Regions from separate parts of the Mus musculus genome. Here all the other regions are linked to region 1. Evidence: chromatin contacts called from public HiCAR-type, HiChIP or PLAC-seq and promoter capture Hi-C data. All regions are on one chromosome and are shown on one strand. The core of a region is the stretch at or near the end of the contact, and the rest is flanking DNA. Distances in the headings are between cores, read along the strand shown. Region 1 holds the start of Cdh13 (cadherin 13). Region 2 overlaps Cdh13 (cadherin 13). Region 3 holds the start of Hsd17b2 (hydroxysteroid (17-beta) dehydrogenase 2). Region 4 overlaps Cdh13 (cadherin 13). Region 5 overlaps Cdh13 (cadherin 13).

Region 1 (4,650 bases), core at 1,402-3,901:
AACAAACAAAAACCAGTAAAACTCTAACACCACCAGGGTAAAGTCTGAAGGGCTGTTCTAAGCTGGGGGCTCTGGGATGGTCAGGGCCTCTGTTGTGACTACACTTTCTTCACATCTGTTTCTACACTGTCTTCCTGCAGATGCTTACCTGCGAATACTCCCCAGTAAAGGCACTTTGCACAAATGCTTCTGATCCCTATTACCAGGGAAACAAACCAGCCTGTCTGACAGTGGCCATGAAACAAACACCCCAGCCTTGCAGTGACACATGTCACTCTCAATCACAGCTCCTTGGCTAGATCTGGTCACGTGCTACACCCCAATTGGAAACAAGTCTAGCCCTGACATTTACTTAGAAGGCAGAAGCCTAGGTACATTTTGCGAGAGACACTAAGGATGATGGATTGGGGAGAGCGCATGAAGGCTGACCAAAGTATAAAGGCAGGACACCAACTGTCGTTAAGGGTATCTAGGACCCTCCCTACTCAATGAGTGGCCTCCCTGGGCAAGGCTGTTGTTATGAAGATAAGGGAAGACCTTTCGATTCTACCAGTGCACTGTTACCTTGATTACCCATCCTCTGAGCTGAGCTGTCCCCTCTTCCTGTCTCCTTGTCTATATTTGCTAACCTCTGGTCTCAGGGTAGCTGGCCTCTGGTTGACCAGATGACGGTTTTCCTGGAATAGAGACTAATAGAGAGATTTCAGATATCCTTATTTGGATCTCTGTAGACTCCAAGCTTGTCTGCTATCTCTGAGCAGCAATGTGGGGGACGGATTTCTGTACACATGGCTCTCACACTGTCCTCTTTATGGAATGCCATCTACTACAGGACATGTTTATGAAATTCTCAGGGCAGGTGGCGCTATTTAGGCGATCAGATGAGAACGGATGAGGCAGTGGTTTCCTCAATATCGTCTGTGGGCTCTCCGGATGGCATTGCTATCTGTAATGTGTGTAGTTGGCTAAAACAACCAAGCACCAGACATGAAAGCATTGTCACGAAGGCCCTTGGGGGGTGGGGGTGGGGGAGAATCACATGCAGTGACCTTATGGCCAAGGCGCAGACAAGGGAGGAATTTTAGAAAGCATGTCAGTTTGAGTGGGTGAGGTGCTCATTCAACGAGGTGCCGCTGAATCCGCAGTGTGACCTTAGGAGTTTTAGCCAGGAGACAAATGGAGACTCAAAGTCTGGGCAACTTGCTCTGAATAAAGAGCTGGGGTGTCAGCAGGCTAGTTCAGTTCCAGACTCTAGGGTCCTCCTTACCGTCTGCTAGTTCTTGATTGACTTAGCTATCTGCTCTTTGATACATACCAATCACTGTCTCATCATCCCAGGCCCTGTGCTGGCAGTTGAAATATTTCCCAAACCCACTGGCCTATTGCTCAGTGTCTCGCTGTGACAGATGCCACGTGATATATTGATACCAGTATTGAATGTAACTTATACACATTTTCTTTACTTTCTTTCTTTTTTTTCATTTATATATTTTTTTTTTTTGTTTTTTTGTTTTTGTTTTTGTTTTGTTTGGTTTGGTTTGGTTTGGTTTTTTTGAGTCAGGGTTTCTCTGTGTAGTCATGGCGGTCCTGGAACTCACTCTGTAGACCAGGCTGGCCTGGAACTCAAAAATCTGCCTGCCTCTGCCTCCCAAGTGCTGGGATTAAAGGCATGCGCCACCACTGCCCGGCTACTTATACACATTTTCTACAACAAAAATGGCATTCATTTTCTTTTTCATATTGCTTTGGCTACTAGGAAGCTCATTTGTCCAAATCACAGCAACTCGGTTGTAGTTGGAAGTTAGCGTTTTAGTTTTATAAACTTTTTTTGCGGTCCAAGTTTTCTATCTCAGATGGATAAATGCCTTTTATTGTAAAACCCATAAGTCCTCTCAGGAAGAAAGCTGCACGAAAATAAGGACTTTCCTGCCTTAGCTTTAGATCTCTTCGAGGGAAGAACCGCCTTATGTGTCCCTGTTTCTCTAATCTCCAACACTCCCCAACTCTAGGACTCCTTGAGCCATGGCTAGCACTGTTTCGAGCCCTTGGGAATAGCTCAGGGACTCTGAAAGGTCACATCCAAAGGGGGAAAAACAGAATTTTCTCAAGCCATGACTCACTCTGGCTTTGGTTCACGCTTGTGGAGTGTCGGCCAGTCCCACCCTCACCTGAGCAGTTAATAAAATCTATTGCTCCTTGATGGATTTTTCCTGCAAGCTAGAATTGATCTGTCCACTCTGTGATTTGTGGTGATGGCAGAAAAACACCAAACACCACCGGTGGCTGAGCCACTTTGGGGGCCGATGGGGGCGGGGGGGGGGTGAGGGGGAGAGGGCGAACGAAAAACAAAGCCAAAGAAATCTACCAGCAAGACTCTTAGGGCATAGAGGGCTGCGGCTGCGGGGGTCATTTTATGTGATTTATTGGGAATAAAGTGGATCTTATTAACATTTTAATAAAGAGAATCTTTTTTCGCAATGTGTTAGAAGTGGCTGCCGGTCCCGGGTGCAATTCCAGTTCCTAGGGAAAGTGGAATCAGTTGGCATTGCCCAGCCTGATTTGTGAGGCTGGGCACCAGGAGTCAAAAAAAAAAAAAAAAAAAAAGCCAACGTGCCGCCTCCTTGCTCGGAGGGGGCTCTCCCTGCGAGGTGCTCGCCCCTATCTGCCATGCAAAACGAGGGAGCGTTATGAAGGAATCCGTCTTGTAAAGCCATTGGTCCTGGTCATCAGCCGCTACCCAATGCTTTCGCGATGCTGCCGCTGATCTATTTGGGAAGTTGGCTGGCTGGCGAGGCAGAGCCTCTCCTCAAAGGCTGGCTCCCACGGAAAATATGCTCAGTGCAGCCGCGTGTGTGAATGCAAACGCCGCCAGGCGCTTCTTCTAGTCGGGCAAGATGCAGCCGAGAACTCCGCTCACCCTGTGCGTCCTGCTGTCCCAGGTAGGGAATGTGAGCCGCAGTCAGCGCGCTCCCACCAGCTTTCTGCATTCAGATCGCCCTGCTTGGTGATGGCCAGAAGCAATCGGAGGGACGCGGGGCTTCTGCTAGCCGCCGTGCAGATATACCCGGCTAGCTCAGATGCGAGGTCACCCTCAGCTCCGATCCTAGAGGAGCCTGGCTCCTCTTGCCGGCTAGTGTGTGTGTGTGTGTGTGTGTGTGTGTGTGTGTGTGTGTGCGCGTGTAAGCTCATTCTAGGGAAGACAGAGCCTTTTTGCAAGCAAAGCGACATCCTGGCTGACATCAAGTAGGGTAACTTTGGTTCGCCTCCTCCCGAGGTTCGTGCATCGGATACACACTCCTTTCGAGGCGACTCCTAGGGATTGTGCTTGCCCCGTAGCCCAGTGCCTTAGCCGGGAGGAGGGGGGGCGGGAAGAGCCATTCGGTTCAGCCGGCAGCCGGGCTGGGAGAGGCCGGAGCTGGCATCACTGACTTCCCGGGGCGCTCGTCCTCTCTTCGCCCAGCTCGGCTGGCGAGCTGCAAGGCGCCTCCCGCCAGCGGATCTCCGCAGCCCGGCTGCTGCTGTCTTTCAAAGCAAGGCGCCCGCCGCTCCGGCTTTGGGGTCTTCCGGCTCTCCAGCTCCGGGCTGAAAGGGGCCTGAGCACGATCCCCGGTCTCCTCTGCATAGCGCAGGCCCACTACCCCCAGCCCCTTGGGCCCCCATTGTCCAGACAGCTGGAGCTCCTGCCCGAGCCCAGGCTGCAGCCTCTGTTGTCTTCCCCGGGCGGGCGGGTGGCGCTGAGCACAAGGAAAAGTTCAAGCCTCCTCACCAGGCTGCAGCTGCCTGGCAGATAACCCTCCAGATCCTTGCGGTGCCAGGGCAAGGTTGGGAGAGCAGGAGAGGCATGTTGGGGCTCTCCTCAGCCCGGCTGAAGCTCGGAGATCCCTGGAAGTTTGGGTGTAGGAAAGCAACACTTAGGGGACAGGCCAGAGGCACTGGAGGCTGAGGAGGCACGCCCAGTCCTCCTCTAAGGACTGAAGCTCCAGGAAGCATGCTGGCATACTGGCTCGGTCCCTCCTTGTCCTTTTAGGCAGCCTCTGGGAACTAGAACTGGCAGTCTACAAGTGGGTAGTTGCAGAAGTGCAGGGCCATGCAGAGAGAATGGGGGGGGGGGGTGCGGGAATGCCTGAGGCATGGGTGTTGAGTTTTCTGGGCAGGATTCTTGGGTTCCAGTGGAAGAGGCACGGGGTTGTACATGAAGTGGGAAACTGGAGATGAAGTCAGGGTTCGGTAGGAAGCCTTCTAAGGGGAGATGGCTGCTGGAGAGGAGCTGGCACCCCAGAAATGCAATGACCATAGAAATGACCCAAGGGTGTGTGTGTGAGTGTGTGACCCTGCCAGGACCCTGGGTGACAGAGTAGTAAGATGCTTTCTGCTGGGCAGGCTCTCCTGTCCTGAGTTCTGACATCTCTGTCAGTGGACACACAGTCCTGGGGCACACACAGTTGTTGCTCTTTTCTATTAGAGGTTTTCTAGCTGATTCTCTAGGGCCCTGCTATGGATCCCATCGTTGCTTTGGAAGCAGCTCCCCACCTCTCCAGGGCTCTAACTATCCCTAAGGCAGAGAAGGTTGTGTGCCTCCTAATTTCGCAAGGTGGGGCAGAGCACACCTGGGTAGAAAGATCCAGACAGATCCTTCCTGTCCTCTAATGC
Region 2 (4,650 bases), core at 834-3,333, 650 kb after region 1:
GATTCTACTGGGATCAATTAGCCAGCTCCCAACTGTATCTGGATCCTGTAGAGAAACAGAACAGTGAGTATATATAAGGCAATTTATTAGATTGGCTTACACTATACAGTCTTGGTAGCTCAACACAGAGAGGCTGAGAACCCAGTAATTACACAGTCTGCAAGGCTAGACGTCCCAGCAGTTCAGATCTGGATCTGAAGGGCTGAAGGCTTCCTGGAGAGCTGCTGGTCTTTAGTCTATATTAGAAGCCCATTTGGAGTCTATCTTCCTACTTCAAATAATCTGATCCAGAAAATCCCTCACAGGAGTGCCCAGGCTTGCCTTTCAGTTGATTCCAGCTGCGGTCAAGTTGACAACAAACACAAACCATCACGCTGTCATCTTTCAGTCTGCTATGGAAGAGACAGCAATTAAGTCCTAATAACAAGCAGAGCTCTGGCATGTATCTGTGAGTTTATGAACTGTTTTTGAAACACTCACAATCCCTCTCCAGTCCTATTTACGTTTTTAGTAATGGGGAGCATAGAGTAAGTGACAGCCAGTCCTGAAAGAGAAGTCCTTGAAGGCTACCTGGCAGACTGCACAGCTATTGATATTTTGACAGACGCATTGATGACTTGATGGCCTTGAAAGTGATCCACTTTGACGAGCTGAAATCTGTAAACGCAGATGCTGGTGTCCCACTCCATAGAAGCCAGGCTTCCCACACACCCCTTAATCACAGCCGTCCTTCCTGCTCATAGTGCCAGCAGAGCTTGAGAGGACTGGGAGCTTAAAAAGCAACTTTCAGGAAGTTGACCCCATACTAATAACTCGATAAAGCAAAATGGCTCCTCAAAAGGGTGAGACCGCCATGCTTAGAAGTGCTAGGGCCAGGGAAGTAGCTCTGTTAGTAAATGCTTAACCTTGACGCACAGGAACCTGATTTTGACATTTAGAACCTACAAGAGAGAAGGAAAGGAGGGAAGGAGGGAGGGAAGAAGGGGGGAAGGAGAGAGGGAGGGAAAGAGAGAGGGAGAGAGGAAAGCGAGAAGGGAGGGAGGGAGGGAGGGAGGGAGGGAGGGAGGGAGGGAAGAAGGAAGGAAGGAAGGAAGGAAGGAAGGAAGGAAGGAAGGAAGGAAGGAAGGATGGATGAGGGATAGAAAGTATGGTAGCGAGCCTGTAATCCCAGTAGATCCAGTCAGCCTAGACTAGATCCTGCCTCAAAAAACAAGACGAGTGGAGCCTGAGGCTTGAAAGCCAAGGTTGTACTATGGCCGTCACAAATATGCATATGCATGAACATGAAAGGTTCGACTGAGAAGGCTACTCGAGCTGTAAGAGAGGAATCTAGACGGGGCGAAAGAAGAAACGGAGCTAAGACAAATTTATTCTGATCAAAGCTCAAATTTTATTGTTGGGACACTAGTTATGAAGGAAGGGGGAGGGGACCCGATTTTCGCCGAATAATCTCGGGTCCAGTAGAAAGGTGCACGTGTGTGGCTCCTCAGGTTCCAGCAGTGGGCGTGGCAGAACGAATGAGCAGGAAGCTCCACCCCGAGCAAGCAGGTTTCAGGCTGGGGGAGGGGAGACTACATCTCCTCCCTTTTATTAACAAAATTTAAAAAAAAAAAAAAGAAAAAGCTGGCCTGAGGGGGGAAAATTATCTATGCTCAATAGTTCTGCCTGGAATCTAGGGCTAAAGAAAAAACTTGCTTCACTGGGATTCTTTAACTTTTCTTATGGTAAACTGTATCTGGCTTAAGACTGTCCTTTCTTAGTAAACAACTAACTGAAAGGCCTGGAGCTGCAGACTCTGACTTTATAATGCTAATTAGTACTTGGTAGGTAACTTTCTAGTTGACCTCTGCATTTTTGGATGATAGGTGGGAAACAGGGAGAAGGAGTTCGACCGGCTCTTGTAGTACAAGGCCAATTGGCTTATTTATTTGGGTGGGAGGCAGTGAAGGGCTTGCCCTTTCAATAGTACGTCTCCAATCTCTCTCTTTCGCCGAATAATCTCGGGTCCAGTAAAAAGGTACACGTGTGTGGCTCCTCAGGTTCCAGCAGTGGGCGTGACAGAACGAATGAGCAAGAAGCTCCACCCCGAACAAGCAGGTTTCAGGCTGGGAGAGGGGAGACTACACATATGCACGTGCACACACACCATACACACAGAGTTTGCAACCCACATGATGATGAACCCAAACTATGAACTATATTTTATTTTTTAATCACTTGTTGATTCTTTGAAATTTTCATAGGTATAATTACTACACCACGCTACTCCCTACCTCTAATTCTTCCCTGCATCCCCCAAATACCTCACTAGCAGCTTCACACCCTCTTTTATCTTTTTAAAAAATAACTCACTGATACCAGTTAGTACTTCTCGTATGTACATGGGTGTAAGGTCATCCAGTGTGATATAGGCTAGGACATAGGGAACCTGTTAGTGACCATCCACCCACCCACCCAGTAGCCATCAGTTGCTAACAGCTCTTCAGTTAGTTCTTCCATGTTGGAACTTTAACAGGCTAGACCTTGTGCAAGCCTCATAAAGCCAACCACAGTTGCATGTGAGCAACAGCCCTGGCAAGTCCAGGGGACAGCATGCACCATGCTCCTCCCATTCCTCAGCACTCCCGTTCTCTCTGCCTGCTCCTCCAACACTCTTGTATAGGACAGCTTCACTATGTGGCACGACGACGATCCTTACCAGCGCAGCTTGTATATAGAGTCCTTTGTGCTGCTAATTTAAAATGCAAGCGTTTTCAGGGCACATAACTTATAATGAATGACAACGGCTTTATTTTCCATTACTTTCCTTGATGTTGTTAAACAATAGCGTCTGGAATTGGCTAAGGAAGAACAGTTACTTGAAATATGTGCTGCTCTGACTAGACTGATCCCGACTTAATGAGCTTTTACAGGGTTTTATGCATGACTTACTGCCCGCATTACATTGCTAAGGTAAGCTACTTAAAACCACACTGCGATATGATGTTTTTCCGTTCATTTGTCTGTTTCATTAATGATGGGATGTATTTTTCCGGCACACAAATCCTATTTATGATCAAGACGTTGTTGTTGTGTAGATCAACTTAAACCCTTACACAGTGTAATTTACCTGCTGTCAAATCTCATTTGAAGAGCCATTGTCTGCTATGCCCCTAATCAAAAATGTGCCCAGGTGTAATGAGCTATGCATGTCATGTCTAGTATTATTTATTTTTAATAAACTTTTCTTCACCCCCCACCTCACTTTGGGATGCTGGCAATCTATAATAGTTTCCATGTCGCTATTCTTCTTTGTTAACCAATTATCTTCCCAGCTGGGAAAATGTTTCAGACAATTGTAGATTTGTTGTTATTCCTTCAAATGTTTTTTTTTTAATATCTAACTGCTGATTAGATAAGTGTGTGAGAGAAATATCAAAATAATTTGATATAAAAATTAATACCTGTAATTACATAATAAGCTTGCATTTTCCAAGCTTAAGGGAGCTAGGATAGGAGATAAGTTTAGATGATATAACTTTTGAGATTAGAGGTATACCCTGATCAGCCTTGATTGTCAGCTTGACACAGCATGGGGTCATCTGAGAGGAGTAACTCTCAGGGGGAAATTGCCGGGGACAGCTTGGCCTAGGGCTTGACTCTGAGGGATTGTCCCCGTTGCTACTTGATTTAAGAGGTTTGCTCACTGTGGGCGACACCATCCCTCGGCTGTGTAAAAGTGATAGCCGAGCAAGCCAATAATCAGTATTTCTCCATGGTTTCTGCTTCAAGTTCTTGCTTGACTTCCCTTGATGATGGACTGTGTCCTGGAAGTGTAAGCCACATCAACCTTTTCGTCCTCTAAATTACCTTTGGTCAAAATGTTTGTCACCACAACGGTAAAGCAGACTGGTGCTTCTTGGATTTGGGAAGCTTGCCTGTTCTCCTAAATATGGCCAGTTTAACACACTATAGGCAGAATTGGTCCTGACACTGCAAGTAGATGTGTTAGGCTGCCAAGTTTACTGAAGTCATTGCTGTACACTTAAATTTCTCACTGCCTGTACAGGAATGAATGCCACTATGTTCAGCCTTTGAAAACCTCTCACTTGGCTCTCTAGAAGTCTATGTCCATTGAGTACCACATGCCCTTATGAGAGGCAGAAAGTCAAGCCTGAGTGACTGAGATGCAGTTCTAGCTTATAGATATGGAGTTTTTGCAAGGTAAATCTTTTGCTTGGGAGAAAATAGAGAGAAGACATCTTTTTTAAAAAGCCACAAGTGCTAAGTGGTTCTCTTCTACTTTGTCTTGGAAGTATGTGAAGCATACTGAGAGTTGATCAGAAGCTAGGCATGAGTCTGGCAGTCAAGCCTGCTATTATTGCTTGCTCCCTGCAAAGGTAAGGCTATCACCCCCAGGGCTTAGTTGAATGTCAGGCATCTGTTCCAATGTGGGAAGAGAAAAGGCCCCTGGAGTCTTAAAGAGTAGACCCCATATGCACACAATACACACTTCTTACCCATTTTCCTTGTTGACTTTAAACCTCAAATTCCACATAAGAGACACCCAAGCCTATGAGTATGGGATTAGCTATATGGCATTTTTTAACACGCTTGTCTTTAAGCCATGGTTGTGGTAGAATTTTAAGGCATTTGTCTTCTTGCTTGGCC
Region 3 (4,650 bases), core at 709-3,208, 580 kb before region 1:
CTCCTGCAACACGTTTATTGGGAGGGCATTGACTGTGTAGGCAAAAGACCTCGAGCCCCAGAACTGGCACTGCTTATATAGGCCTAGGAGAGGCGTGTCTACACCTGATTGGTTATGCTTTCAGTACCTCATTTACATGCCTCGTGCCAGGCAGTGACTCAGCAAAAACTCTATGGCACATGCGCACATTGGTTGTTTACCCATATTCATGGGTGTCGGCTTATTGAAACCAGCATCATTTTGTAATGGCGTTTGCGGCTTCCCACACTGAGGCCCCATCTAGGGTTCCAGGTGGGGCAGAGTGTATTGACAGGTAAAGAGACAGCATCCCCCAGCCAAGATTACCTCATCCTTAACAACTGTGGGAACTGAACTGGGTTTAAAATGAGCCATCTGAACACAAAGTGAGAGCTCCTCTCTCTCCAGTTTTCTCAGTTTCTAGCCTTTATTAGAATCCTGCTTTGTCCTAGGCAGACACCAGTAAGCACCACACCCATCAAATCCCGTGGGAGCTCCCCTTGGGTGTCAGTATAGGAACTGGTGGTCCGAGTGTGTGTGTGTGTGTGTGTGTGTGTGTGTGTGTACGTGTGTGTGTGTGTGTGTGTGTGTTTGTGTGTACGTGTGCTCATGTGTAAGTGTGTGTTCGCGCTCATGGTATATAATACCCAGATACCTATATATAGAGACTGAACTATCTCTCCAGTTTTTACAGAAGGGCTCTTGAGCTGGTGAGTCACAGGTGTGTGGATTCAGATTCCTTGCTCTTGGATAAAGTACAGCCTCTCCCAGCCTGAATTTTCTAGTTTACAAGCTGACTCTAACAAAGGATTGTGTAAGATGCAAGCTGGGCAAAAGGAGGAACTAGCACAGGAGGGGTTGCTTTTCTGTGTTTGACCGAAAGCAGACAGTGGGTGGTTCAAAGGGCAATGCCGGGGATTGACACCCTGCTGCGTTCCGGCTCCTAATCTCTCTAGTCTCCTATTGATTGCCTCTCTCGTTATTGCCACACGAATAGAAATGTTGTAAGGACATCCTATTCGGAGACCGAGTCCTACTACCAAGAACAGAGCCTCCAACAGGGTAGACTGAGTCAGAATTGAGCAGAGCACTGGTTCTGACAGCTTCTCTCAGTCTGATTGTCATTGCTATGGTCTCTCTCTGGCACAACTGCCCTCTGGGAAGACACAGGCACCTTCCATCTGCCTCTAAGGTGAGCCTTTTTTTGGCTCATTGAGCCCTTAACCTGTCTCAGTTGGCAGTAGTCCTCCAGATACAGGCCAGATCGGGGATGCTCTCTTCTTAGAATCCACTTTCCAAGCTTCACTGATTACCTGGATAACACACACACACACACACACACACACACACACACACTCACAGCCACACATACAGATACACTCGGAGTTAGCAAAAGAACTCAACCAACACAGAGAGGGCACATCCAAAGGAGATTGTCTTCTTGTGATTCCAAGTCTGTCAATCATTATCTGAGTAAACATCTGTCAGGTGGGAGGGTGCGTGTGCGCGTGCGTGTATGTGTGTATGTGTAAGTGTGTGTATGTCTGTATGTGTGTGTATGTCCGTGTGTGTATTATGTCTGTGTGTTACGATGTGTGTGTGTCTATTTGTGTGTATGTGCCTATTTGTGTGTATGTGCATGTGTGTATGTCTATATGTCTGTGTAGGTGTGTGTATATTTGTGTGTGTGTGTATGTGTGTGTGTACGTGTGTGTGTGTGTGTGTGTGTTTGTGTGTGTACGTGTGCTCATGTGTAAGTGTTGAGTGCCTTAGGGGAATGAGCAGGTATTTATATCACAGTGCACAGTTTAAATTACATCCTGGGAGTAGTCTCCCCTATCACTACCTTTAACATGCTTGTTCAAAGGGTGCGGGGGCTGTCGTTCCCCCCTCCCGCTTGCCTCTCCCTTCATATAAGCCTGGGCTGCCTCCAGCCAGCTTCTGCACTCACAGTATTCACTGGCCCAGAGCAAGTGAAGGCCAGTGGAGAATGAGCCCGTTTGCCTCTGAGTCAGCATGGCTCTGCTTGGCTGCCGCTGCAGTGCTGGGGGGCACGCTTCTCTGCGGATGCCGGAGTGGCAGGCAGCTGCGGAGCCAGGCGGTGTGTCTCGCTGGCCTCTGGGGAGGTGCCTGCCTGCTCAGTCTGTCCCTCCTCTGCACCTTGTTCCTCTTATCCGTGGCCTGCTTCCTTCTTCTGTATATGAGTTCATCTGACCAAGACTTGTTACCTGTGGATCAAAAGGCCGTGCTGGTGACAGGTAAGTGGCCAGCATTCCTGTGATTGTCCTGCGGAGAAGAGTCTGATACTCTCTGTCCTCAGTGGGGGGACACTGTCAGTTTTGGCTTGAGTGGGAAGTGCTTAGAGTGAATGACAGGCAGCACATACCCGAGTGGTTCTCACTGCCTTTTTGCGTGTCCTTTGGTTTGGATGGGCTTTGGAAGGAGCCAGTGGTAAGACAAAACGTGACAATTGCTCAGGGCCACAGATCTATACAATGAGTGTGTTAATTTCCTAGGAATAAATATAAATAAGTAAAACAGCATCATTTCACGTGTGTTCTTGTACCAGGAAATACCTGACAGACTTCTTCAGGCTTGGTTGCTATTCTGTTCTGAGGTGACTATTTATCTAGGTCCTAGGCCTGGTCACCCCTCTATGTATGGAAGGAAGGTGGCCAGTCAGCTTTGGCACAATACTGTGTGTCTAGGGACGCCACTGTACTTTGAGCCTTTGCAATTTGCCAGGCTGCTGTCCCGAACCACGAACCACCCTGTTGTCCTGTTTGAACCTTTTCTCTATATGTCATTAGTGTATTAGTGCTTCTTAATTAGATCAAACTGGCAGTGCGTGCACACGGAGCTAGCTGCTCATTAGCTGAGCTGCCAGCCTCTCACTTCTTCTGCAGGCTCTTCTGCAGTAAGCGCGAGGCGGCCAAATTAGATTCCTTGGAGTTGTAAAACGGGTTTGTTTGGTGAAAGCTGCAACTAGAATTCCCTCAAGTGATCCTAACCCAGAAAGGCCTGGAAAGAAGAGGAAAGGCCATCGGCAGAGTCACCTTGTGAGGAGGGTGTCACCCCTGCATAAGGAAGTCATCACCTGTGGCTGGGGCCCCTGGCTGTGGTCAGCAGGGGACTCGTGGACTGATGAATCAATTTTTTTTTTTTTTTTTTTACTTTAAATCCAGTAACAAAGATTCTTCTTGTGAGCACGGTTTGGTTCTGGCTGGGGTGTGGAAGGGCAGGACATCAGCTTCTCTGAGTTTAAGATACAACAGTGAAGTCGAGTAGTTATTGTATTTCCCAGTTGTACGAAAGAAGACAGAACCATTAAGTACACGTCTGTCTCTGTCTGTCTCTGTTTGTCTCTGTCTGTCTGTGTCTGTCTTTATCTTTCTCTCTCTGAGGATCAGAGGTCAATCCTGGGTGTGTGCCTCAGCCACTCCCCATTTTATCCTTTTGGTGGTATTTCTCCCCCACTCTGGAGCTCCTTGAGTGGCTAGCCTGGCTTACAAGCAAGCCCCAGCGATCCTCTTGGTTTTGGCTCTTCAGTGAGGAGCTGCCAGCATTTCCCACAGTGCCCAGCTTTTTCCGTGGGTGCCAGGGATCTGAACGTGGGCTCTCATGCTTACACAAGTCCCTCCCTCCCTGAAGCTATCCCCAGCCTCAGAAACTCTGGAAATAAATGAGGTATGGCATCCTGCCCATCACAGAATCGACAGGAAATGTAGACAATCCAGAGATCAATTCAAGGTTTAACACTTTTTCAGTTGACCTCTGAGAAGGAGCGATTCCAGCAGATCCCAAGATAGAGGAGAAAGCAGGACTCTGCTCCCCATTTATTTGGTGTCGTCACCACCTAAGTGAGGTGAGCAACACAAGCTCAGGGACTAAGCCCTAGGGGAAACTTCCAAATGTCAGAGCCGGGCTGGAGATATTTGAGAGACACTGAAATTGCCATTTCCCATCATTTGCACAATGAAAGCACAAGGTTGATATTATTCCTGGGAAGGCTTAAGATCTTTGCTAAAAGTTAGGGTGGAGCCCAGGGATAGAGGAACTTGTCTTGCTTGTGCTAAGGTCCAGAGTTCAGTCCCCAACACCACAAGAAAACAAACCAACCACCGCCAATACCAAAGAAAGAGAGAGAGAGAGAGAGAGAGAGAGAGAGAGAGAGAGAGAGAGAGGAAGGAAGGAAGGAAGGAAGAAAGGAAAAGGGAAACAAAGCCCAACCCTGCCCCCAAGCCCCAATGTACAAACAAACAAACAAAAAGCCAAACCAAACACAAAACCAAACTAAGCTCAAAATGAAATTAAAAAAGTTGAAAATAAATTTGTGATACCTGAACTCATTAAATTTTTAAAAAAGATTTATTTTTAACTATCCCCCCCTCTGTGTGTGTGTATGTGTGTGTGTGTGTGCACATGCTGAGATCAATAAGCACCTTTGGCAGTCAGTTCTCTCCTTCCACTACATAGGTCCAGGGCCTTGAACTGGTGTCTTCAAGTGGGTTGGCATCTTTACTTGCAGAACTATCTCCCTAGCCCAGGACAATCTACCAACCAACCAAACAAACAAACCAAGAAACCTCCCTGGGTTTAAAAATCACTGTTTGAGGCAGCCTTGAGTTTTAA
Region 4 (4,650 bases), core at 617-3,116, 550 kb after region 1:
GCAGGCTTTGGGCTAGAGATATGCTTATTTGGTTAAATTCTTGTAGACCGTCGATCTGACTATTTAATGTAGTGACTTAGGACAAAAGTTCAAAGGACACGCATATCTAAGTGTCCGCTGGGGAGTCTCTTAGCCTGCCTAAGCCTTGGGTTTGGACTTGGAAGATAGAAACAAGATTCTACCTCATACCGCTTAAGGAAGGGTCATAAGATGTGACTGCTTGTCAGGGCTCAGCCCCCTGTGTAAGCAACATAATCTATCACGTGAGTTGGCTTTTTAATAACATTTTTTATTCTTTGCATTTCATGCATTTATATAATGCACATTGACCATATATGTCACCTCCTGACAATACCCAGTAAGTGTCCCCATCCCAGTTCCCTACCAAAGTCATGCTAGGTACTCTTTTTATTTATTTCTTTCTATTGTTAAGAACCCCCTGAGTCAGGATCTGGAGAGGCGGCTCAGCAGTTGAGAGACACTTATTGTTCTTGCAGCAATGTAGGTACTCTCAGTACCCACACTGGGTGGCTCACGACTGCCTGTGACTCCAGCTCTAGGGGATCTGACACCCTCTTCTAACCTCTGTAGGTATTACACACACATGCACAACTGCATCCACAAATACACATAAATTTTAAAGATTAAATGTGTGGCTCATACTGGGCCATGAGGAACCTACCAGTGGTCATATCCAGAAAAGAAGGCGATTCCCTCCCTCAGGTGCTATAAGCTGCCAATAGATCCACAGCCAAGAGTGGAACTCCAACCCCTCCCCCCACCCATGCCTGCTGCAGTGTTAACTGTTTCTTGTGCTGATCATGTGTAGGTAACCAGAGCTGCTGCTGTGCACATCAACTTCAAGAAGTTTGTTATTTTCTCTGTCAGCTGCTGATGATGCAAATTTATAAGAGCTTGGACCAAATCCTTAACCTCTGTGCCTCAATTTCCCCAGTGGGCAAAATCAACGTAAGAATGCCACTGCTCATGTCTTAGGTTTATCTGATGGTGGGAGTTGAGGGGAACATGATGAGGGGTGGGGTGAAAGGGGACAGTGTGAGGACAGTGAGGGGACAGTGTGAGGACAGTGTGAGGACAGTGTGAGGACAGTGAGGAGACATGAGGATGGACCCAAAGGAAAGTTCATGGGTCGCCAGGCATGACCTGTATCCTGCTGCTGGGCACTCTTTCTAGAAACTTCTCTGCCTTCTGCCCTCCCAGAGAGTCTCCTCAGAGTCTGATCTTGGGGATTAGCATTCACAAATGCAGAGTGGCTGCCTCACATGCACAGTGGTATTCTTCAACACTGACAGTCCATCCAGCCATGTCTGCTACGTGTTAGGAGCCATGGTGAAATCGTCTCTATAGAGGATTGGGGCCGGGCAAATAAAGGGACAAGGGATGTCAGCCCTGAGCTGAGGAGTTGCCACCTTTGGAAGGGTTCTCTGAATGATGCCAGTGTGTGTTTTCTCACTTCTAGATGTTATCACAGGATGATAGGTAACGGATGCTGCTTCCCCCAGTCCCCGCCCATCTCCCACATAAAAGAGACATCACACTTGGAGAAAAGTAATTTCCCCAGAGCTGAGTCCAAAGAAGAAACATAAATCCGGGTGGCGCAAAGGAACAGGATCAAGGTCTCCTTAGCCACAGCCACCTTCGTGAGCGTAGAACTAGCGACTCCACGCTGCTATCTCTAAGGGGGAGGGTTGAGCTGCAAGTGTGTGTGTGTGTGTGTGTGTGTGTGTGTGTGTGTGTGTGTGTGTGTGTGGTCACGAAGCCTCCTGCAGTCTTAGATTCAGGGAGTTGGGCGTGGGGGCTGACTGTTCCCTTACTTTAGGTAGCCTGAGCTGTGTATATCAAGGAGGCATGCCCAGGCACGTGCCCAGGGATCTGAGGGGAACAATTGTTACACATGACTCACAGGCAAGCGTATCTCAGAGGTGGGGATGTGGTTTTATTTGCAGTTTCCATGGTATAATTGTCTTCATCCCCAAACCACAGAAACCACTTCAGTGAAACTGAAGAAAGACGCTGGTGTGCTAGTATATGCATGAAATCCAAGTGCTTGGGGGATGCTGAGACAGGAGAATGAGAACTAGAGATCATCTGAGCCCCTGTCATGGGGTGGGGAAGAAATAGGGAGGGGGTGAGGAGGGAGAGGATCAGGAGGAAGAGAGAGAGAGAGACAGCAGGCACTCTGTGGCTGTCTGGCTCCCCCCCCCCCCCCCCCCCGGCGGAGTGAGGGTGTGTGCATCTGCAGATAATACTGCGAACAGTATTGCCAGCATCCAGGGAGGTGCAGAACCTGTGCTGAATGGCAGGTGACAGGGTGTCCTCAATGGCAGCTCTCCCCTTGCACTGCTCACCCTAGTCCCCCTAGCAAGTCTCCTGTGGGTACCAGGCCCTCCTCACATCAGAGAGAGCTGAGGCTTAGAGAGATTTAGTGACGGTTTCTCCGAAAGTGGATAATCGAGGTATGAATAAGAACTTGAACCTGAAGCTTGAGCCCGATGCTCTGAACCCCACCTCCAATGGATGATGCACAGAGGGCTTGATTCCCCTCCTCTGAACTGGGAGGGAAGCCCACTCTTTCCATGTAGAGCCTGTGTTCTCTGTAGGATGGGAAAGCACAGGCACTGTGTTTCAAGGCAAAGCAGACAGGCCCTGCCCCTCACTCCGAGCAGTCCACGTGTGCAAGAGTGCTGCTCACACGCAGAGCATATCCGTGCTCTCTTTTACATCACAGCATCGATTTAGTGTTAGATCTGCCCCTCTAGCTTAGATCAGGGTCGGCCCCCACACCAGAACCGGGGAGGGCCAAAGGGAAGCATTCAGCCTGAGGTCCAGCAGGTCTCAGATCTGATGGACAGCTTTGCCTGAAAACCCTGCTCTACTAGTTAAGGTTCCGCCTCCATCTTTGGAAAGTGAGGCTGACACACAGGCTGCTTGGATTACAGAAGTCAGTGTCAAAATATAAAGCAAGGCCCCTGGGAAGCTGTCTGCCCCACAGTGCTGATGCTGTCCCTTCTGTTTGCTTCGTCTCCCATGGAGTCCAAAGGGACTGTCAAACAAGAACCCTGCCACAGAGCCACAAGCTCAGTCCACACTAAGATGGCTGAGATGAGGCCAGCAGGGCTCACCACTCCTCTCCCGTCCTCACACAGCGATCTGGGGAGCCTGAGCTTTCTGTTCTCACGCTCACTATTAAGGGCCCAGCCCAGCACAGTTTTTAGAGGCAGAGGCTTTGTTTTCTTTTCTCTCCCCGGAATGTGACTTCCATTACAGGAAGAGGCAGAAACTTGATTAGGAAGGATGGAAACACAAATGGAACCGTGTCAGGTCTCCCAGCAGCCTGAGCTATCCCGCGCTGACGATGGATATTTCTCACTCCATTCAGGGCTCCCTCAGATGACAGCCATTCCCGTCATCGTCAAAACAAAAGGCAGCTCGATGGGGCTGGTCAATCCGTGCCCTTTGCTTTTCTTGGATAAAAAGAAAATGACTTAACTAAATCTTCTTTTCTTTTGGATGAAAAGGAACTTTAAGGAAAAGCAGTTTAGTAGCAAATAACTGGCTTGAAGATAGAAGTGGGCTCCACTTAGCCACCTTCTCAAGTTGGATACAGGGGGAGGGGGGGGGAGTACCTGAGAGCAGGTTTGTGGCAGTAACAGCATCAGGCCAGCCACCACCAACACAGCCATTGTCGTTTGCAGAAAGCATGGAAGCTGCAAAACTCTTGTCTCTGTAGCCTCCCTTGCCATCACTGACAGTCTCCCTCCCTCCCTGATATACCACATCGTGCCTCACTGGAATTTCAAGCTAATGGTGGTAGTCTTTTTCACATACAGATAGCAAAATCTGTGTAAGGCTGACTGAAGAAGAATAACCATAAGAAGATGAACCCTTCTCAGTGTTTGAGTCTTCCCTCCAACTTTGAGGATTTGCCCTAAAGAACAACTCCAAATGCAGAGTACCTTTGCCCTCTCAGGGACATGTTCGCAGTAGCTTTGTTCACAGTGTACAACTAAGATAGTCACGCGCCGGACATCGTGGGAATGGTTGTTCAAAGGTGGGGTTCCTGTTTCAAATTTGAGAAGCTGTTTACAAAGAGACGTTCAGTAAGGATAAGTAACGTGCCTGTGATGTCATACACAAAAAAGGGGACATTTATACTCACTGTCATTCCTGCTAAAATCTCAGCGAGGATCTCTGTAGGCAAGCTTATTCTAAACTGTGTATGAAAAAGTACAGACCTGGGATAGCTAAGCAACCCAGAAGCAGATCACATCAGGGTTCTCACTGTAATGGCGTCATGGTAACAAGGTCAAGACAGTGTTGTGCAACAGAGGGACAAACACAGATCCATGAGGCTAGACAGAGAGCCCAGGAAAATACCCACAGGACACAACCAGGTAGCTCTTTGGTTTCAATTGGTATCTGGTTTGCCACAGAGTGTCACATTTAGCCCAGGCTAGCCTCAAGCTCCCAGCGTAGCTCAAACTGGTTTTGAACCCCTGATCCTTCTACCTCCTCTTTCTGGGATGACAGCTATCTAGCACCATGCCCAGTTTTGCTTTGAGTGTGGCAACTTGGGAGAATCTTCGGGACACCACCAGATCCCCTTCACCTGAAGTCCTCTAAATGGCG
Region 5 (4,650 bases), core at 1,113-3,612, 510 kb after region 1:
ATAGGAACGTGTCATCGTTACTAAGATGGAGTTCTCCCTTCTTTTTCTAACCATCTTTGTCCAGATAAAAGTTTGTGGGTAGAAAAAAAGTGACACCAGGCCCTAGGATTTCTTTGAAATATCCTTCAACCAGGTTTTCACCTGTGTGAAAACGTGCATTCACATGTACAAACTTACATACATGCTTAATTGCAGATGTCAGGATGTATCAAGCATCCTGCTCCATGACTCTCTCTGCTGTTCCGTTGAGACAAGGTCTCTCACTGAACCTGGAGCTAGGCGGGCATTCAGCAAGCCCTTGTGATACCCTGTCTCTACCACCACAACTCTGGGGTCACGGGTGCTTTCCCAACATTCTCATGTGGATTCTGGGGTCTCTAGCTCAGGTCCGCAAGCGCTCCTACCACTGAGCTCCTCAGCCCCCTGATGAGTTTCCTTATTCTCAGATCATGGCCCCCCAGATAGTCACACCATTGACTTTTTAGGATTCATTTGAGTTCCTTTTCTCGCTTTTTAGTAGCTAATTGCTGCTCAGTCCAAGAGTTAGCAGTATGGTGATTCTGGCCGCCCATTTCAGTAACCACAGGTAATAGACCTATCTTTCAGATCCAGCTGTCTCCTGTAAGGAAGCTATCACCAAATTGGGAACCACATCCCGCCCCACGGTGCAGGAGTGGGAGGCTGGAGGAGACCGTGGGGTGCCACAAGTTGAGTTCACTTCACATCTTGGCTGGCTGGATGAGTCAGAGGTTCTGGAAGCATCTTCAGGCTAACCCAATTTCCATCATACTTAACGTTTTAAATTGCATTTTAAAGTCTAAATGCAGTTGATTGTAGAAAGTGTGTCACTGCGTTTAAGGGAACTGGAGCTTTCTTTTTATGGGAACGCAAACGGGCCCAGCGGGATAACATCACATTGCTTGAGCAGTGGAGGGGAGAAGCCTGGCTTGGAGGCTGTCAGTCTGTCCAGGGAAATATCATTCACCGTCCCAGGGAACACTGGCAATGGGATCACCGCAGGCTGCTACCATTACCTGCCGCTTATTGTATTCTGGGAATCTCTGCTCCCACCCAGTGAGGGGGTGATTCCTGGACCCACTGGGAAGTCCTTTCTTTAACGAGGGAGGTGCTCTGCTCTCCTCAAGAGCAAGGGCAGAGGTGATGTCACACCTGCTTCTGTCTGATCTCATAGTTAAAGAGAATATACCTTTCTTCATCTTCTTTGCTGTCTGCCTCTTTGCCAAGTGTTTTTCAAGTCACCACCCCTCCCTTGTTCCTTCAAATGCCCTTTCTTCTCGTCTGGCTTTGCGGGAGGTGCTGCGGTCCTGGATTAACTAATACAGGGCTTCCTTGAGGTTGCTTGTCTGTAACGCCTTCTCAACTTGTCTCACTTTTTCTAGAGCTCACTTCTTCTCAGGTCTACTATCACTGCAAACATGTTAATAATTCATCAATCTGGTGCATTCTTTCCCTCTCTCTAGAGTTTCAAGCCTGCTTTCCCTCAATCCCTAGGCAGTCAACCACCTCGAATTTGATGTAGTCCTGCTTTGATTCCTCATCTTCCTTTCCGAGTCTAATCCTCCCATTTGCCCAAAGTAGATGACTGAAAATAATCTAGGTCTTAAAAATACCCAAGCCAAAATAAATAAATAAATAAATAAATAAAAGCTACACCATTCATCAGTTGGCTAATTCCATATCTCTGAGCAGCACTGTGAATCCCCGTGACTCTGGTGGAGTTAAATTTATTCCCAGCTTAAAAAAAAAAAAAGAAAAAAAGAAAGAAAGAAATAACCACAGTGAAGATCAAGGGGATAATGATGAAGCCCGCTCTCCCAGGAAGCTCCATCTGTAACTTTGTTTTGGCAAGACCATACTTCCATGTTTCCCAAATACCTTCTAAGCAACTTTTGGGCTCAGCAGGGTCTGTCTTTTGGGTTTTATGTGTCTGTAATGATGAACTGGGGCCTCCAGGAGAAAGCTAGGTAAATTGAAGGGAGAACGGCGCTGGTCAGAAAGCTGCACCTTGATGCTTGAATCTCTCCAGTGAAATTTGGAGCCAATGTATCCACATGAAAAGAACCATAACAGAGAAAGGAAACACAGCCATTTCAAATGTCAAGACACGGTGGACAGTAAAAGGAATATTACTGTAATTTCTTATTTGAACAGGCATGACATGGATTTAGTCAATTTATTAGCAGTAAGGGCTGTCTCTCAAGCTTGTAAAGCGGCAGGGGGTTGGGTGAGAATGGTTTTAAACTTTTTACAAAAGGTACCTCGCAGGGCGATGTGCTGTCATTCAAATGACAGATTCATATTCAAATAGTGGGGGAAGTATGCTCTTTAAAAGGGTTAGGTCGAGCGGGTTTTTCTCAATTTCCCACTCTGGTGAAGCAGTTGGCGGTGGGGAGGTGCTGGGTGGAGCAGAACTGAGGGAAATCTCCCCTCTCCATGGGTGGAGCACCTCTCTATTTTACTGTGCTCCTTGGGCTGATCTTTAAAACATCTTCGAAAATAAGTTTGATTAGAGTGGCACATAAGTTCTAAATAGATAGCAATTAATATCGGGGTTGTCATAGTGATAGGTCTGTGACAATGGAGATGGAGATGAGGAGCTTTGCCCACTAAAATTACAGTTTCTCCTGCTGGAGAATGTCAACAAATGGCTATGACCCCAGAAGTGTAGAGATAGATCAAAGGCCATATTTAGCATCTGGCAATCTGGGCCCTTCCTCGGCCTTTCCAAAGGCCAGTTCCACCACTGCACAACTGTAACAGCCACTCATAATCTTAAAACCCTCCCTTTGCCTTCTGAGATGTGACTTCTGATCTAGAGAGAGGGGGAAACAGAGGGGTTGATATTTTATAAATATCAATTTTCACAAATCTCCGATCCAGTGGCATTAACCGATGAGCTCAGGGTTGCTTGAAAACTCCCCTCCCTGCACAACTGTAACCATGGCAACCTGCGTCTTAAAGAATGTCAGAGATGTTTCTAAACATGAGGTGAGCAGAAACAGAAATCTTTGCCTGAGAACCCCTGTCTGGTCCCAACAGGTCACTTGTTTTTGTCTTACTGGGGTTTGATGTCATGCTTGAAGATTTCCTGTTGTGGGAGAAATGGCCAACTCCAGATTGTCACAAATCTGAGGTCACAGCTGCTGGTCTGCAAACAAGGCTTGCCCCTTACACCAAGACTTGCTGTCATCTTGCCTCACCATCTTCTGTTAGACTGTTAGAAAGGTTGGCAACACTCTCTGAAAGATTTTGAATCTTTGATTCTGTTTATAAGATTCTCAGGGGCTTCATTCATTCTTTTAAGCTTCTCAGAGGCTTCATTCATTCAAATCAACTACAACCTCAGTTTTCCAGGGTAACATGCTGATATCTCCCCAAAGTGTTGGGTCGGAGTAGAAGGCAGTGTTGAATATTTGGACTTCAAGTAATTGAATATTGGGCTTCTATGTTTAAGTCACCAATTAAATAAAGATATACATCCATTTTCTTTTTTAATCGGTCAACTGTTTACCACTGTGGTTGTTTTTCAATGAGTCATGCTAATTATGTTTAAGCTGAATGTTGAGAAGAGACATTGATTATAACCAAAGATTCTTGATAGTGACTTGGAGCTAAGAGTGCGTAGGTTTCAAACCATAGGATACTAAGTATGAGAACATAAGTATCTCAGCTCTTTCACTCACACATCTTAGCATGGCATCCTCATTTCTCCTACCTGCCCCACCCCTCTACCTACTGACTCCGCATTTTGTGTATTTGGAAAGTTGAAGGGTCAACCACTCACCTAGACTCTTCCTTCTCCACATTCTTCTTTCTTTACCTGGCCGTCTCTGTCACTCTCCATTCTCACTTTGCATGATACCTCCAAAAAACAAACACAAACTTGAAAAGTCTGCCTGAAACCAGAGTATCAGAAGGCTGGGATTTTAGTTAAACAACCCATGAGGTCATGTGGTTCAGCAGCCAATGAGGTGGTGTGGTTCAACAACCAATGAGGTCGTTAGGTCATATGGGATCATAATAAGTCAAAGACGGCTGGCAACTGGGTTGAGGAACAATCTGACCACTATCTGTGGATGCTCTTCTGTTCTTCAGAATCCATCTTTTTCTCTACCATAGCCAATTTCTGACCTCCATTTTTGATTTTTAATTCAGAAGCAAAGCCAAGTATCCTCTGTTGTCATTATTGCTTAAGGATGAGGTCTGTTTTAGAAAGAAGTAAAGGAAAAAAAAATAGGTTAAACTTGAACCCCATCTCCAACATAATTACAAGTTGTTAAATAAAAACAGGGAAACCTGAACAGCATCCCAGACTCAGCATTTCCATGCCCAAGGCTTCATTTCCTGTGGGCTTCACTTTGCAGATAACAGAACACAATCTGTGTTCCATCTCTGCACATATGAGGGCCAGGCACTTACCAAAAGCTCATTATCACCCCTGTGAAATTCATCATGAGTGGGTGAACATCATCAGGCTTCTGGCTATCGCCATCATCATCATAATCACCACCATCATCATCCTTCTTACTGTTGCCACCATCACCATCATCATATAATCGTCATCGTCACAGTCATTATCACTAGCAGCAGCAGCATCACCATCCTCCTCATCAGCACCACCAGCAGCAC

The links. Promoter capture Hi-C pulls out the DNA fragments that hold promoters and counts their contacts. HiCAR-type assays count read pairs that join an accessible place to other places. HiChIP or PLAC-seq counts read pairs in DNA pulled down with a chosen protein or histone mark.
Region 2: an H3K27ac HiChIP or PLAC-seq map of embryonic stem cells shows a contact between it and region 1, with 5 times the contacts expected there. The contact joins the enhancer-like site here to the promoter of Cdh13 in region 1. A contact is called at or near these places in 1 of 39 promoter capture datasets (embryonic stem cells), 1 of 484 Hi-C or Micro-C datasets (the HL-1 cell line), 10 of 115 datasets of contacts at active chromatin or transcription factors (embryonic basal ganglia, embryonic forebrain, embryonic hindbrain and 3 more) and 1 of 9 other capture datasets (embryonic stem cells).
Region 3: a promoter capture Hi-C map of hippocampal neurons shows a contact between it and region 1, with 4 times the contacts expected there. The contact joins the promoter of Hsd17b2 here to the promoter of Cdh13 in region 1. A contact is called at or near these places in 2 of 39 promoter capture datasets (embryonic stem cells and hippocampal neurons), 1 of 484 Hi-C or Micro-C datasets (cerebral cortex) and 2 of 115 datasets of contacts at active chromatin or transcription factors (SST interneurons and embryonic forebrain).
Region 4: an H3K4me3 HiChIP or PLAC-seq map of neural progenitor cells shows a contact between it and region 1, with 8 times the contacts expected there. The contact joins the enhancer-like site here to the promoter of Cdh13 in region 1. A contact is called at or near these places in 5 of 484 Hi-C or Micro-C datasets (the C2C12 cell line, embryonic fibroblasts, nephron progenitors and 2 more) and 15 of 115 datasets of contacts at active chromatin or transcription factors (SST interneurons, VIP interneurons, craniofacial prominence and 12 more).
Region 5: a HiCAR-type map of embryonic stem cells shows a contact between it and region 1, with 4 times the contacts expected there. The contact joins the enhancer-like site here to the promoter of Cdh13 in region 1. A contact is called at or near these places in 1 of 484 Hi-C or Micro-C datasets (cerebral cortex), 11 of 115 datasets of contacts at active chromatin or transcription factors (embryonic basal ganglia, embryonic forebrain, embryonic hindbrain and 5 more) and 1 of 9 other capture datasets (embryonic stem cells).

What each region holds. Positions count from the first base shown.
Region 1 is chr8:118,280,960-118,285,609 of GRCm38.p6, forward strand. Cdh13 (cadherin 13) reads left to right here and starts at 2,652. Exons shown (of 14, transcript NM_019707.5): 1 at 2,652-2,939. The coding sequence starts at 2,895. All of the region lies in intron 2 of Gm51555 (a long non-coding RNA gene), which reads right to left.
Region 2 is chr8:118,935,563-118,940,212 of GRCm38.p6, forward strand. The region is part of intron 5 of Cdh13 (cadherin 13); the gene reads left to right. Among named protein-coding and RNA genes, the nearest start is that of Gm31893, 120 kb to the right of the region's middle. Within about 2 kb of position 2,084, at least 8 of the 459 cell types and tissues checked have an H3K27ac peak or open chromatin away from gene starts, as enhancers often do. A contact at or near this core is called in embryonic stem cells, where this site is marked.
Region 3 is chr8:117,699,988-117,704,637 of GRCm38.p6, forward strand. It overlaps Hsd17b2 (hydroxysteroid (17-beta) dehydrogenase 2), which reads left to right and starts at 1,959. Exons shown (of 5, transcript NM_008290.2): 1 at 1,959-2,276. The coding sequence starts at 2,009.
Region 4 is chr8:118,828,570-118,833,219 of GRCm38.p6, forward strand. The region is part of intron 4 of Cdh13 (cadherin 13); the gene reads left to right. Among named protein-coding and RNA genes, the nearest start is that of Gm31893, 230 kb to the right of the region's middle. Within about 2 kb of position 1,867, at least 34 of the 459 cell types and tissues checked have an H3K27ac peak or open chromatin away from gene starts, as enhancers often do. A contact at or near this core is called in neural progenitor cells and stem cell-derived motor neurons, where this site is marked.
Region 5 is chr8:118,794,364-118,799,013 of GRCm38.p6, forward strand. The region is part of intron 4 of Cdh13 (cadherin 13); the gene reads left to right. Among named protein-coding and RNA genes, the nearest start is that of Gm31893, 260 kb to the right of the region's middle. Within about 2 kb of position 2,363, at least 8 of the 459 cell types and tissues checked have an H3K27ac peak or open chromatin away from gene starts, as enhancers often do. A contact at or near this core is called in embryonic stem cells, where this site is marked.